3 separate regions of the Mus musculus genome follow, and all the other regions are linked to region 2. Evidence: chromatin contacts called from public promoter capture Hi-C data. All regions are on one chromosome and are shown on one strand. The core of a region is the stretch at or near the end of the contact, and the rest is flanking DNA. Distances in the headings are between cores, read along the strand shown.

Region 1 (4,348 bases), core at 1,401-3,900, 480 kb after region 2:
GGAGCCTTCGCAGTCAGTAAGTTCACTGTGGATTAAAGGTATCAGGGTCCACCATCAACAACCAGGACTCTAAGACAAAACTGCTCCAGGCTCTGACCACCTACCTCCCATTTTTGTGTAACCTCCCTAGGTAAGGGCCAACCCAGCCACTAAGCCAAGCATACCCTTCCACCCCCTCACCAATGTCCCTATAGAAGATGGGGACCAACACATTGAGTGCTCGTTCCAACCCCATGAGTCCCAGGCATATGAGCACTATCAGCTGTAGTGATGGACTTCCCCGAGGCCACAAGTAGCTACTCAGCAGTCGAAGCTTCCGGCCAAGGTCTCTCCAGGTGGATCGTCGGTCTGTTGAGCGGCCCTAGAAGGATGTCACACAGGAGGGGAGCTTATTTGCCCAGGTATCCGCACGGAATGATATACAGGACCACAGTTCACACGTGACCCCTAAGGCTCACACGTGACCCCTCTCAGAGTTAGGAAAGCCACTGGATCGCAAGCTGAACTTTGGGATGAGAACTGATTCACCTCGAGAGATGGGATTATCGGGTCCCCCAAGAAATTTCTTTCCCCAAAGTCTGGTATTGAGACAAAAGCCAGCATTCCTTCAAAAGCTTAAAGGGGTCAGTCTCTGGGAAAAAGGGACGCGTGGTTCTTCCATTACCACGACTATGATGCCTAATAGCCTTTCAAGTTCATTGTTCCCAGTCCCTACTCAAAAGCTCCCTTCCTCCCAGGTACCCAGTCACATATAACCAGGGACACCCTCTCCCCCATGCCTCTCTCTGCTTTCCCCGAGAGACTGCTTTAGTAGTTTGAAATAAATCTCCTTTTCACCTATGGAGTGGCTATTTCAGTTTCTTTGCTGCACCCATTTCATTCAGAGATGATGACACGGAACAAAATTATAATAAATCCCAGCATTCAGAGGGGCTTGGGAAGTAGCTCGGTGGTGGACACATGTTTAATGTTCACAAAGTACTGGGTTCTGCACAAAGCTACTGCACAAAAGATACTCTTGACTGAGAAAACTAGGGATACCTGGTTCTGTTGTTTTGTTTTTGAGAGAGGCTTTCTCTGTGTAACAGCCTCAGCTGTCCTGAAACTCACTTTGTATACCAGGCTGGCTTTGACCTCAACAGAGATCTGCCTGCCTCTGGGGTTAAAGGAGTGTATACACTTGGCATACCTGGTTCCCTCCTACATCTTGGTCTTCTTCATGAACGTGTAGAGTATAAGACTGGGGGCGAAGTCCTGGGGCCCAGAGCCCCAAGATAAATAGCCCTCCAGAGGTCACATAACGCAGGACCCACAGGCCAAATTGAACCTAGAATGAAAGAGAGAAGGGGCTGGAGAGATGGCTCAGCGGTCAAGAGCACTGACTGCTCTTCCAGAGGTCCTAAGTTCAATTCCCACAACCATTTGTAATGCCATCTGATGACCTCTTCTGTTGTGTCTGAAAACAGCTACTGTGTAGTCATATACATAAAATAAATAAACCTTGAAAAAAAGAAAGAAAAACCAGAAAAATAAAACAATGACAGAACAGGTGTGAACCACTACCCAAACCTATTGTATTACTTCTTACAACACTCAGATGCTTACCAGGAGCCTAGCAACAGGTTTTTTTTTTTTTAATTAAAAAAAAAAAACCCACAATGACTCAGCACAGACACACCCCATCCAATGCTGGGTAACCCCACCAGCTGGCTATCAGCTTCCAGCCACCGCCAGACACTCCATTCTTTTTTCTAAAGCATGGAGCCAGTTGGTCCTGACACAGTACTTGTCAAATATCAGTGTATCTCCTTCCCATAAGGCTCCTTACCTGCTGGCCCAGATCTGCTCTGGCCCACCACCACTGCGGGCTGTTCCAAGATACTAGGGCCAAGTTCTCGGCTGCAAATGTCACAGTCCAGAGGAGCAGGAGACCCAAGCTATGCCTGAACTTCATCCAGACGCCCATTGCCAGACTCTGCCGTGCCTGGCTCCGTTCCACCACGAGCAGCCACAAGCCACAGACGCTGGCCAGACTCTCCAGCACAGAAGCCAGCAGTAGGTAGCCTGGCAGACGGACCCCCCGAGCAGTGCCCACTCGGCCAGCCAGACCAGCCAGGGGCAGTGCCATCTGAAGTGTGGCCAGAAACAGCTGCAGCACATATGGGGCCACCCGAGGGCCAGCCGCCCAAGACAGCTCTTCTGGGCCAGCAGGCACCTCCCGACGCCTGCGGGGAAGAACCAGCACCAAGGCCAGTACCCCCAGAGTCAGGAGTGTCGAGGGCACTAGCGTGAAGAAGAAGCAGGGACTCAAGCCATTCTGAGTCCAAGCGGGCCCCGCCGGCCCTTCGGTCTCGCAGTAGTTGCCCACAGTCACCATGGCGATGTGTGGCTGCTGGCTGAACTTGAGGTCACTGCACAAAGAGTCGGGCTGACCCTTCAGAGAGGGCCGCAGATGCCAGGGTGTCCTGGGACATGGAGCTACGCCGCTTGGGTCGCGGGAAGGGACGCACGTGGACCTGCTACACTGCCCACTCTCTTCACGCACGCGCCGCTACCACGCATACTCACGCAAGCCACGTACGCCGTGCTTGCCGGTTCCCACTCGCTAGCAGCTGGGACCCTAAGGCTCGGAGCCGCCGCACAAAAATGTTGGGTCCTTTACGGCAGCGGCCCCGCCCACCAGATCTATCCAGGGTTCCCATTGGCCAAGGGTAAGGAACACAAATAGGGCTGAGAACCGACTGGGTCACATGTCCAAGGCGGGAACTCTAACCTGAATCTGACTGGAGACTTTGACCTCCACAGAGTAGTGCGTCCGAATTTGCACTCCCCACCCTCCACCCCCGCCCTTTATAAAGGCATTACACCGAGGCCTCCCTGGTCTCTAACCTGCTTCAGTTCCCTCTATTATAGTGCTAAAGAACGAACTCAGGGCTTCACACATTATCAAGCTACTGAAGCACACTAGAAACAGCTCTTCTCTGAGTCCTAGTTCTGTTCCCGTGGTCCTGCAGGCGTACTTGTTTCCCAAGCCTCCCGGCCAGGACTCTTTTACAGTCCTAAGACCCCCCCCCCCCCCCCCAAACTGCTGCGTGGGGGAAAAAAAAAGATGCCACAACCAGATCAAAGTCCCTTCTTTATTAAGGGTTATCAAGCTGTACAGGGCTCCCACCCTGTCTGCTGTGGCCTGCGACAGTAGAGTCCGCCACCTTCAGCTTAAGTTTACCTCCCACAGCTGAGCTGAGCAGAACTGGGGAAGGGAGTGCAGGAAGGGTAGGAGCTGGATCCCAGCATGCAATGTCGAAGCCCTAGGCTAGGGTGAGTCCATTATCCCTCCATTCTCCTCTTGGTAAGTGAGGGATACTGGGCAGAGCTGGGATGTATATATAACTGAGGTCACACTTCTGCCCTGCCAGCCCCTCTGTGCAGGTGGTAGGACTACATAGAAGCAGCCAGGAAGGCCTCACACTCCCAAGTGCTCGTCCTAAAAGTTGAAGAGGGTAATAAAGAATTTTCATCCTGTTCCTGCAACTTAGTAACCTTCCATCTTAGTGTCAAAAGATAGTGAGGGGAGCTGGGAGCTAGGGCTCTCACCCCAACAAAAAGCCAAAGCCAAACAGAAGGGGGGCAGGTGAACAGAAGGGGGGGTGGTCAAGCAGCACACATGCCAGTGATGTGCAGGGGGGAGGGAGGCTGCAGCGCAGGTTGAGGTGAGGACTGGAGGTAAGGGCCACAGCCTGAGCTGCTCAGCTATTCCAGGTTCTGGAGGGTGGGGAGGCTAGGCTGCAGGGATTGAGGGTTCAGGCCCTGCCTCCCCACTCCACAGTTGGCACAGGTTCTTCTGCTTGGCAGCACTTCTGTGGCAGGAAGCCCTCTGGAGACTTGCAGGGGTGGATGCAAAGATGGCAGTACTGGGACTGGGCTGGGGACCAGTTTCTAGCACCACACTCTGAGCCAAGGGAGTCCTGGAGACGAAGCTAGACTCTTGTGTGCCCCTAGTCCTCATATTCTTCCTGGACTATGGTAAGCCCAGCATTGGCACCTCCCTTGGCCAGGCAGGAACACACAAAACACCACACGTGGGGCCAGGCGACACTCAGAGAGTCCCTCTCATGGCAGACAGAAGGGATGGCAGGGCAGCTGCCACCTCCATCCTGGAGCATGGGAACCAGCTACCGCCTTGCCTATACCTGTGGAGGAAAGGAAAGACCGGTAGTACAGATAGTCTTCAGCTATCGTCTTGCCCCAGAGGAATCTAGAAATAAAGGAAAGAAAACGCTGGAAGCTAGGGAAGTTAAGTCTTGAACTTCAGAGCAGTAAAAAGAAGAAAGTGGGTTTTTTGCTTTTC
Region 2 (4,300 bases), core at 1,323-3,822:
GCGTGCTCGTAGTGCTCTGCTTAACTGGCTCGCTCTTGTGAAAACCATCAACCTTTAACCCTTTGGACTTCTTCCCAAGAGCCATTGCAGAGCTAGGAGCTTGAGCTTCTCAAAGGAGGTATGGGATCTGGGTATGAGAAAGGTGGGCATGGGCTGCCAAATCGGAGCTGCTGGGTGCTAGCCTTGACCCAACAACATACTTTTTCACTCAGCCCAAGTGGTTCCTTGGCTCTATCCAAGAGTGTCTTCCTCCAGGAGCTCAGCTCATTGGATTTAGAAGCCTGTATACATCATCAGGTGTCGTTTGTAGTCCCACGGGAGTCCTGGAGACGTAGAGCGCCAGAGCTTCCTTGCCTGCCCCAGCTGCTTGCTTCAGTGCCAGTGTCTCACTGTCCGTCACATTGCCCTTCTCCCTATTCCCTGGGGCACAGGACTTCTATGCGTCCGTGCTGGACGTCTTGACACCAGATGATGTTCGGGTTTTGGTGGAGATGGAAGATGAGTTTTCTCGTCGTGGTCAATTTGAAAGAATTTTTCCTTCCCGAATCTCTTCTCGATATCTTCGGTTTTTTGAGCAGCCACGATATTTCAACATTCTCACCACCCAGTGGGAACAGAAGTACCATGGAAACAAGCTCAAAGGTGATATGCCTGTCTTGCCCACAGGAGGCCATAGTTAGTAGATTAAATCCCAATCGGTTTCTCTGGACAGGAGGTAGGGAATTGATTGTTCCCCATTAAGTCCCGGCCTCTGCTCATCTCGTCCAGGAGTAGATCTGCTTCGGAATTGGTGCTACAAAGGCTTCCACACGGGGATTGTCTCTGACTCAGCCCCACTGGTAAGTGATGCCACGCAGGAACACAGCTTTTTCTCAGCTCCTGAGTGTGTTATGGTTGGCCTATGGGTTACCCTCCTTTCCTCTCTCCCAGTCCCACCTCTTTGGCTCGCTTTCAAGGATACAGTTACTCACAGAATGTCCTAGGTGCCTATCTTTGAAGGATCAAAAAGTGATGAGTAGCCTTAACTTTCTGGTTCTTTGGGAATGAGCCAAGAGTTGCTCATGACTCCATGATGTGGTGTAGGGCAGGTGAGAACCCTGTGTGTAAAGGTGAGAGCGGCAGAGCTGAGCACGAGTCCCAAGACCCTGAGTGTTCCTTCCTGAACTCAGCCTGCTCCCTTAAACTTACTGCTTCCTTTGTTATAGTGGTCTCTGCCAACATCGCTCATGACTACCTCAAAGGGTGATGGGACACCAAATTCCGCCAGCAAGTCACGGTGAGTACTAGTTCAGCAAGAGAAGGTTTATGGAGTTGGGGAGTCTCTTTCCTCTTTCCCCAGATCATGACAGTAAGAGGAACTCTCCACCTGGAGGTTGGTAGGAGTGTCAGAATCTGCAGCCACATCAACAGCCACAGTATCCTCCCGTGCTGTGCTAGTCTTAGCCTCAGCTCTGTTTTCCCCTTCAGAAAGAAGAGCGCCTCTGAGGGAACCACACTGTCCTCTGAAGACAGGTCAACACCCAAGTCTAAGAAGAGTCAAGCTGGCCTGTCTCCCATATCCAGGAAGACTTTGTCCTCAAGGAGCAATGAGAACACCAGCAAACAGTCCAAGCGCTCTACCCCGGGGTTACCTGTCCTCAAGTACTCTGGGCAGAGTTCCAGACTTTCTGCTGCTTCTGCTTCCCAGTCAGTCACTGACTCCCGCTTGACTGCTGTGAGCTCGTGACTGGTCCTGCACAGGAGCACTCAGCTACCTCAAGGGAACCAGCCTGCTGACCAGCCTGAGCCTCTACCCCGCCTCCACTTTGCCCCTCATCAGAGTATTTTTGAAGTGGTTCTATTGTAGATATGGGCATCTGGAGGGCTGGAAGGGCGATGGTGATGGGGAGAAGGTGAGGAAGGTTCGCCCTCTGTCACCTTACTGTCTGGCTAGCACCTCATTTCTCAGTAGAGAAGACAGTGACAGTCAAGCAGCTTTATAAAGCAGGGTTTGGTTTCTACACTGAGAGCCATGTGTGATTTATTTGAGGCCCTGGTACAGGGCTGGATTGTAGTTTAAGAGGAGAAAACATGCTAAACATTGAAGTCTCTTGTTCTGTAAATGAGAGGAATTCTTTGAAGGTCCTGATTTCCTTAGGACCTCTGTCCTCTACTTATCCTTGTCTTGAAGAGACAGTTTTAGAAACCTTCAGACTTCTTCAAAGACAAGCAAGAAGAAACCATGACAGGCTACACCCATTTCCTGGCCTCCTGGCCTTGGGTGACCTCCACACCATATCCATTTAAGCTTCCACCCCATCAGTAGCTCTCCATCTTCTGGGAGTCTCTAGGGCTCCAGTGAAGGATCCTGATCATTTTAGTTGCTGCTGTGTAGAGGAGGGTGGAATGCGCTGTGCTTTCCTCAGTGTGGGCAAATCTTGTAGTCTCTTTTACTTTTAGCAGGGTTTGTGCCTTGGTGGGTCACTCTTATAGAATAGGCTTCTCATCTCTGACAGCTAATACTCAGTGGCATCTACCTCCCCCAGGACTCAGTCCACACTGAGCACTGAGTAAACACTGACTGAGTGAACTGTGCATTCAGATCTCCAAGGACACTGGCCCCTGAAGCACTACTGTTCTCCCCAGTGTGAGGAAGTAGAGCCAAGGAAGGAGGCCAAGATGAGACAGTTTGGATTGGAAGAGGTTTCACTAGAACCATGGTCCTCCTTAGCCTAGTGTTCCCCAGCACTCACCTCCTGGGACCTGTGGTCTCTAATTTTCACAGCAGAGGGGCCTTGTATCTGATAAGCAAGATTTGTCCTTTGTGACCATCTCTGCTAGCATTTTCCTCATTCTTCTGAGTTTTGGAAAGAGGAAGACTTCTTTCTTTCCACATGACTCCTAGAGCCCTTGACCAGTTGGCATGGAGCCCTGGAAAGATGACCTAACTGGGTTCAAGGTCACAGAATGGGTGAACATGACAGTCAGTCCTAATGCTGTGTTGACAGTTGTGAAGAAAGCTGGATAGCAAAGTCCTAAGCCGTGCTTCCTGCTTAATGATAAAGGCTTCAAAGTCAGACAGTGGAGAGTCCAAGCTGTACTGGAAAATCTGTTCTGATATCAACAGCCAACACCCTCTTGTCCTGGTTACAGTATCCTAGTGCACATGTGACAAAGAGGCCTGTTTTAGCTGATTCACTCCTTCAAAGTAGACTCTTAATTCCTCAGCCTGCCTCTGAGAGTCTCCCATCATAGTTTCCAACTCTGTAGCTGCAGAAACAGGCCAACACTGACCAGCCCACTAGTTGCCTGGAGTCCACCAGACTTGGGGACCCCTTGATGAGACACAGCAGTATACTGGCAGTTCTGTTTTGTGTTCTGGGGTGATCCAGCCTTGCCTGGGACTTGTAATCTTTGCCTCAAAAATGCCAGATTGTCTGGGTGTGTTGCGCCCAGCTAAATACACAGTATTCAGTCTTCGTTACATTTGAAGGCTGGTGAATCTGTTTGCTAGTTGGAGAAAAAGATAGGGCTTGTATATCACATTTCATTTTCAAGAGTGTAATCTTAAGTTATTTCACATGCATGTTTTAGCACTGGCTAGTCAACAATAGATAGCATTCGGCTGAATGAGGACTTTTAAAGTAAAAGCTTTTGAAAGTTTTAAATTTGTAAGTGTACTTGAATACAATTTATCAGTACATCAGATGTTTTTCCAAGTTGGTAAGTTACCCAGCCTCTGGAGGAAGGCTCCTGAGACAAGGAATAAAGTCGTCTTTTCCTTTATAATGGAACGTGAGACCTACCCTGCAGGGTTGTTTAGTAAGCTAAGCCAAAGTATTGGGGATTGCAGTTTCCGTTTGTTGGTTTATTGTCCAAACATTGTTCTGTGAAAGAAATGTAAAAAAATCTTTCCTTGAAACTGAGTATGATAGCTCATACCCTTAATCCTAGCACTCTGGGAAGGCAGGAGTGGGTTGATAAAACCTCTCCTTTAAAGAAAAGAACAGCTACAGAAGTCTCAGAAGAGGCCAGAGCAGTGTCTATACCTATCACCCTTCACTCAGAGCTTGCCGAAGCACAATTTTCATAATTCCCTCTAATCTTTATCGTTCCAGCGGGAGTCTCTTGTCTGGCTTCATCTTTATAGCATCCCAGGAAAGGGAACATTAAACATAAATGTGTGTGAAGTGATAGTTTGGTTCTCCCAAGAGCCTTGATTGGCAAAGAATAACAAGAGTGTCTAGGACAGAAACTCACAGAATACAGACCATGAGGACTGCTGTGTGGACCTAGCAACTACCAGGGGATTGTGTCATTT
Region 3 (4,150 bases), core at 323-2,822, 500 kb before region 2:
ATCTACTAGCTCAAGTTCTTTGAATATAGTTATCACTTGCTTTTCCTAAGTCCCCTGTTGAGGCAGTTCACAACTTTTGTGAATTTTTATGAATCTTGGAGCAATTGGGAAGGGCTGGATCAGCCCTGCAGCCCAGGAGCAAAGGGGAAACAGCCCCTCGGGATGAGCGTGGTAGAGACAGCAGCCTTTTCAGAAAGATAGAGCTGGAGAATGAAGGTTAGAAGCATCTCTCAGCTCAAGGTCAGGTAAAGCATTTTGCTGGAGGAAGGGAAAGGCACAAAGATATAGAGAGAAACAAAGCATTCCCGGTTGAAAGGGCAAGCCAGCCTCCCAATGCATCTTCTGCTCTCCATTTCCCACCCACAACCGCTCCCAAGCATACCAGGCACAGTGTTCCCAACAGGGATGAACACTCAGTGCCACAAAGATGACTGTGACAGACGCAGCCTGGATGCCAGGCAACCAGCGATGTGTGGGAGTCTTCGTGATATCATCCTTAACACTGTCTCAAACTCAATGATTTGCCATTGAGGTGGACAGCCACACAGTAGGGCTCTGTGTGGTCTTTCATGCATGCGTACACACTTTTAACACATAAACATCTGTTTACATCCTTCCAGAAGAATCCACTTCGATCTGAAGGTCAAAGGGGAAGCGGGTTTTCCCCCCTCTCCCTGTGACATCCCCGTGGTCACAGCAACAAGGTTAGAGGACAAGTCTGTGACTTGTGATGAGCCAATCAAAGCCAAAGTCAGGTGTTTGCTCAGTGTGAAGCATGTTACGTCATCTTGAGGTAACTGATGGACATTTCTGTTACCACAAATGACAATGTTGTCTGAGAACCCAAACAAACATATCCAGAAGGAAGAAGATCTAAGAAAATAATCAGAAATCGGAGCCAGGGTTCTGTGCGAACCTTGCCCAGGGCCTTCTTCTCTCTGTACTTTCCTGTCACAGGAGCCTGTAAATTTCTTATGCAGTTCAAGCCAGTTCAGGAGCTAGAGAGGACTCAGCTGGTAAAAAACTTCCCTACAAGTGCAATGATCTGAATTCAACACCCAGAACCCAACACACACACACACACATACACACACACACACACACACACACACACACACACACACATGCATACACACACTCACATACATGCGTACATACACAGTCACACACACATAGTCAAAAACATATACACACATATGCATACACACACACACACACACACACACACACACACACACACACCCTGGGCATGATGATTTACACTTCCATTTGTAATCCAGCACCTAGGAAGGCAAAGACAGGCAGGTCCCTGGGGCTCAACAGCCAGCACAGGCCAGTGTGAGACTCTGTGCCAAGAAAGATGGGCAGCCCCTGAGGTTGTATGGGGGGCGGGGGGAGGGATAGGGGGAGGGGGAGGGAGAGAGGGAGAGAGGGAGAGACATAGAGACAGAAAGACAGAGAACCAGTTCAAGTTGAATTTTCTGTTATGTGCAGCTAAAATCATGCCCCAATAGAATGGATGTTCGGAAAAGCAAAAGCTTATCTAAGTAAAGGGTCAGAGTCTAGACTGCGATGAGAGGCAGGGCAGAATCCTAAAGAGGCACAGCCTGGCCACCGGCAGACTCTGGTAAAATCAGAGAAGTACATCAGAAAATGGCACACCGCACCAATGTGGAAGATGAGCCCAGAAATCCGTGCTCTGGAGCGGGGTGAACCAGTGCTCACACGCTGGCTCTATGTGTATCAGTGTCTGAGCTTTGAAAGTCTGCCAAGATTTATCTGATGACGTGCAGATGAGATACTTGTCTCCTGGGGTGGTTTGAATGGCAGTGCTGGGCCCCAGGGGCTTAATCTACAGTTGGTAGAACTGTGTGGGAATATGTGGCTGGATCCATCAGTGTAAGCCCCACTTCTCTGCCACCACCCTTCCCAATCCTTCCCATCTCTATCATCAAAAGGTCCTGTCTCCCCTGGCTGGGCCTTTTCATTTCTGCCTTCTGCCCCCACGGTGCAGTGAGAGCTACCCACTTCCCACTGTCCCTTTTCATTTCTGCCTTCTGCCCCCACGGTGCAGTGAGAGCTACCCACTTCCCACTGTCACCCATCCAGTGCCTTTAAAGCATGAATTTTACCACTTTAAATGTATTTACTTGGGCTGAGGAGATAGAGTTTAATCCCCAGGACCCATATTTTAAAAGCTAGTCAGGAGACTGGAGCCATGGCTCAGTGGTAAAGAGCACTGGCTGCTACTCTGGAGGACCTGAGCTCAATTCCCAGCACCCATACGATGGCTCACGCCTTCTGTACGTCCAGTTCCAGGGAATATGACACCCTATTCTGGACTCCTCAGGCACCAAGCATGTATATACTTCACAGGCATGCATGCAGGCGGAACACCCATATGCATAAAATTTAAAAATAAAAAGTATATAGAAAATATAATTTTAAAAAAAGCCAGATGTGAGCTGGGCATGGCGGCGCAGCCTTTAATCCCAGCACTTGGGAGGCAGAGGCAGGCAGATTTCTGAGTTCGAGGCCAGCCTGGTCTACAAAGTGAGTTCCAGGACAGCCAGGACTACACAGAGAAACCCTGTCTCCAAAAAACAAAAAACAAAAAACAAACAAACAAACAAAACCAACCAAAAAAAAAAAAAAAAGCCAGATGTAGTAGCACACACTTTTAATCCCAGCCATTGGAAGGCATAGGCAGGTGTAAGATTTGTGGCAGCTCAAAATGACCACTGTTGTAAAAAGTTAAGTAAATGTCAAGATGTTCTTTTCCCAGAACTTGCCTCCAGTCCTTAAGTTTACCTGCTAAGACATAGTCCTCTGATTGTTTAGAAAGGTCCACACAACGTCTCCGGCCCCTAAGTCTGCCCCCTTATGCAGTTAATGGTTAACCAATGATAAACTGCCAGCCCTAAACTGTGACTGAGAACTGCTCTAAAAATTGTATAAAAGGTGTGTGCCTTAGCTCCTCGGGGTCACTTCCATCCAGAGTTTAGGACGACCCAGCATGCTCTTGCATTTTGCATCAATCTCTGTCTCCGCATCTCTGTGAGTGGGACATCCAGGATGTAAGGCTTTTCGGGTGTTACACAGGCAGAGTTCAAGGCCACCCTGGTCTGCAGAGATATATGGTCTACATAAACAAAGCTATGTAGTGAGATCCTGTCTTGAAAAAAAATTAAACTAAAGTAAAATAAAAAACAAACAAAAAGGCATTCCTCACTTGGAGCTCTTCCTGCCCTAGGGCGTTCTTTCTCTGCAGTCTTGCTAAGACTTAGTAGCCACCAGCCACCCCATGCTTCTCTCCCCTTCCCTTCCCTCTTCTCAACACCCAGACTCCTAGCTTTCAGGACCTCAATGTTGGGGCTTTCTCCCTGGACTCCATATGAGTGAGATCTGAAGTATTCATCATTTGGTGCCTGACGTAACTTCATTCACTACAGTGTTCTCCTGCTCCATCCGTGTCATTGTCACAAAGGACAGGATCCCATTGTGCTCTCTGATGACTGAACTGTATCCCATGGTGCACATATGCTAGATTTTCATCTCCACACCCCAATCTACTTCCATTTCTTGGCTATTGTGAACGGAGCAGCAGTGAGTGTGGAAGCTTAGACACTTCACCAACAGGCTGATTTCATTTCCTGTGATATAGACACAGACAGAAGACTGAATCACATGACAGTTCTGTTTTTAATTTCCCAAGGAACCTCCCCGGTGCTTTCTGTAAGGGCTACACCAATTTGCATTCCCACAACAGTGTGAAAGGTTCCCTTTCCCCTCACTCTGACCAATACTTACTGTCTTATCTTTTTACCAAGAGCCACTCTAACAACTGTGGGCTAATGTCTCATTGTGAGGTTTTTGTGGGTTGTCTTGTTTTGTTTTGTTTTTTGTTTTGTTTTGTTTTGTTTTGTTTTGTTTTGTTTTGTTTTGTTTTGTTTTGAGGGACAGTCTCACTGTATGGCCCTGACTGGCCTGGAACTCACTTTGTAGACCAGATTGGACTTGAACTCACAAAGCTCTGCCAGTCTTTGCCTCCCGAGTTCTGATATTAAGAGAGTATGACACCACACCCAGCTCACTGTGGTTTTAATTTGCATTCCTGTTATGACTGGAGGTGTTGAGTATTTTTTTCATA

Evidence for each region. Promoter capture Hi-C pulls out the DNA fragments that hold promoters and counts their contacts.
Region 1: a contact with region 2 is called in a promoter capture Hi-C map of liver, with 3 times the contacts expected there. The contact joins the promoter of Abcb6 here to the enhancer-like site in region 2. A contact is called at or near these places in 2 of 39 promoter capture datasets (hippocampal neurons and liver).
Region 3: a promoter capture Hi-C map of liver shows a contact between it and region 2, with 2.3 times the contacts expected there. The contact joins two enhancer-like sites. A contact is called at or near these places in 6 of 39 promoter capture datasets (the 3T3-L1 cell line, 3T3-L1-derived adipocytes, embryonic stem cells and 3 more).

Annotation. Positions count from the first base shown.
Region 1 is chr1:75,177,742-75,182,089 of GRCm38.p6, forward strand. Abcb6 (ATP-binding cassette, sub-family B (MDR/TAP), member 6) reads right to left here and starts at 2,651. Exons shown (of 19, transcript NM_023732.3): 1 at 1,829-2,651; 2 at 1,190-1,327; 3 at 181-361; 4 at 1-25. The coding sequence starts at 2,377. It overlaps Atg9a (autophagy related 9A), which reads right to left. Exons shown (of 16, transcript NM_001288612.1): 16 at 3,120-4,190. The coding sequence ends at 4,185.
Region 2 is chr1:74,695,974-74,700,273 of GRCm38.p6, forward strand. Ttll4 (tubulin tyrosine ligase-like family, member 4) reads left to right here. Exons shown (of 20, transcript NM_001014974.2): 17 at 432-642; 18 at 769-839; 19 at 1,206-1,276; 20 at 1,468-4,300. The coding sequence ends at 1,726. Among named protein-coding and RNA genes, the nearest start is that of Cyp27a1, 15 kb to the right of the region's middle. Within about 2 kb of position 2,573, at least 25 of the 459 cell types and tissues checked have an H3K27ac peak or open chromatin away from gene starts, as enhancers often do. A contact at or near this core is called in liver, where this site is marked.
Region 3 is chr1:74,197,534-74,201,683 of GRCm38.p6, forward strand. No RefSeq gene overlaps it. Among named protein-coding and RNA genes, the nearest start is that of Cxcr1, 5.0 kb to the left of the region's middle. Within about 2 kb of position 1,573, at least 12 of the 459 cell types and tissues checked have an H3K27ac peak or open chromatin away from gene starts, as enhancers often do. A contact at or near this core is called in liver, where this site is marked.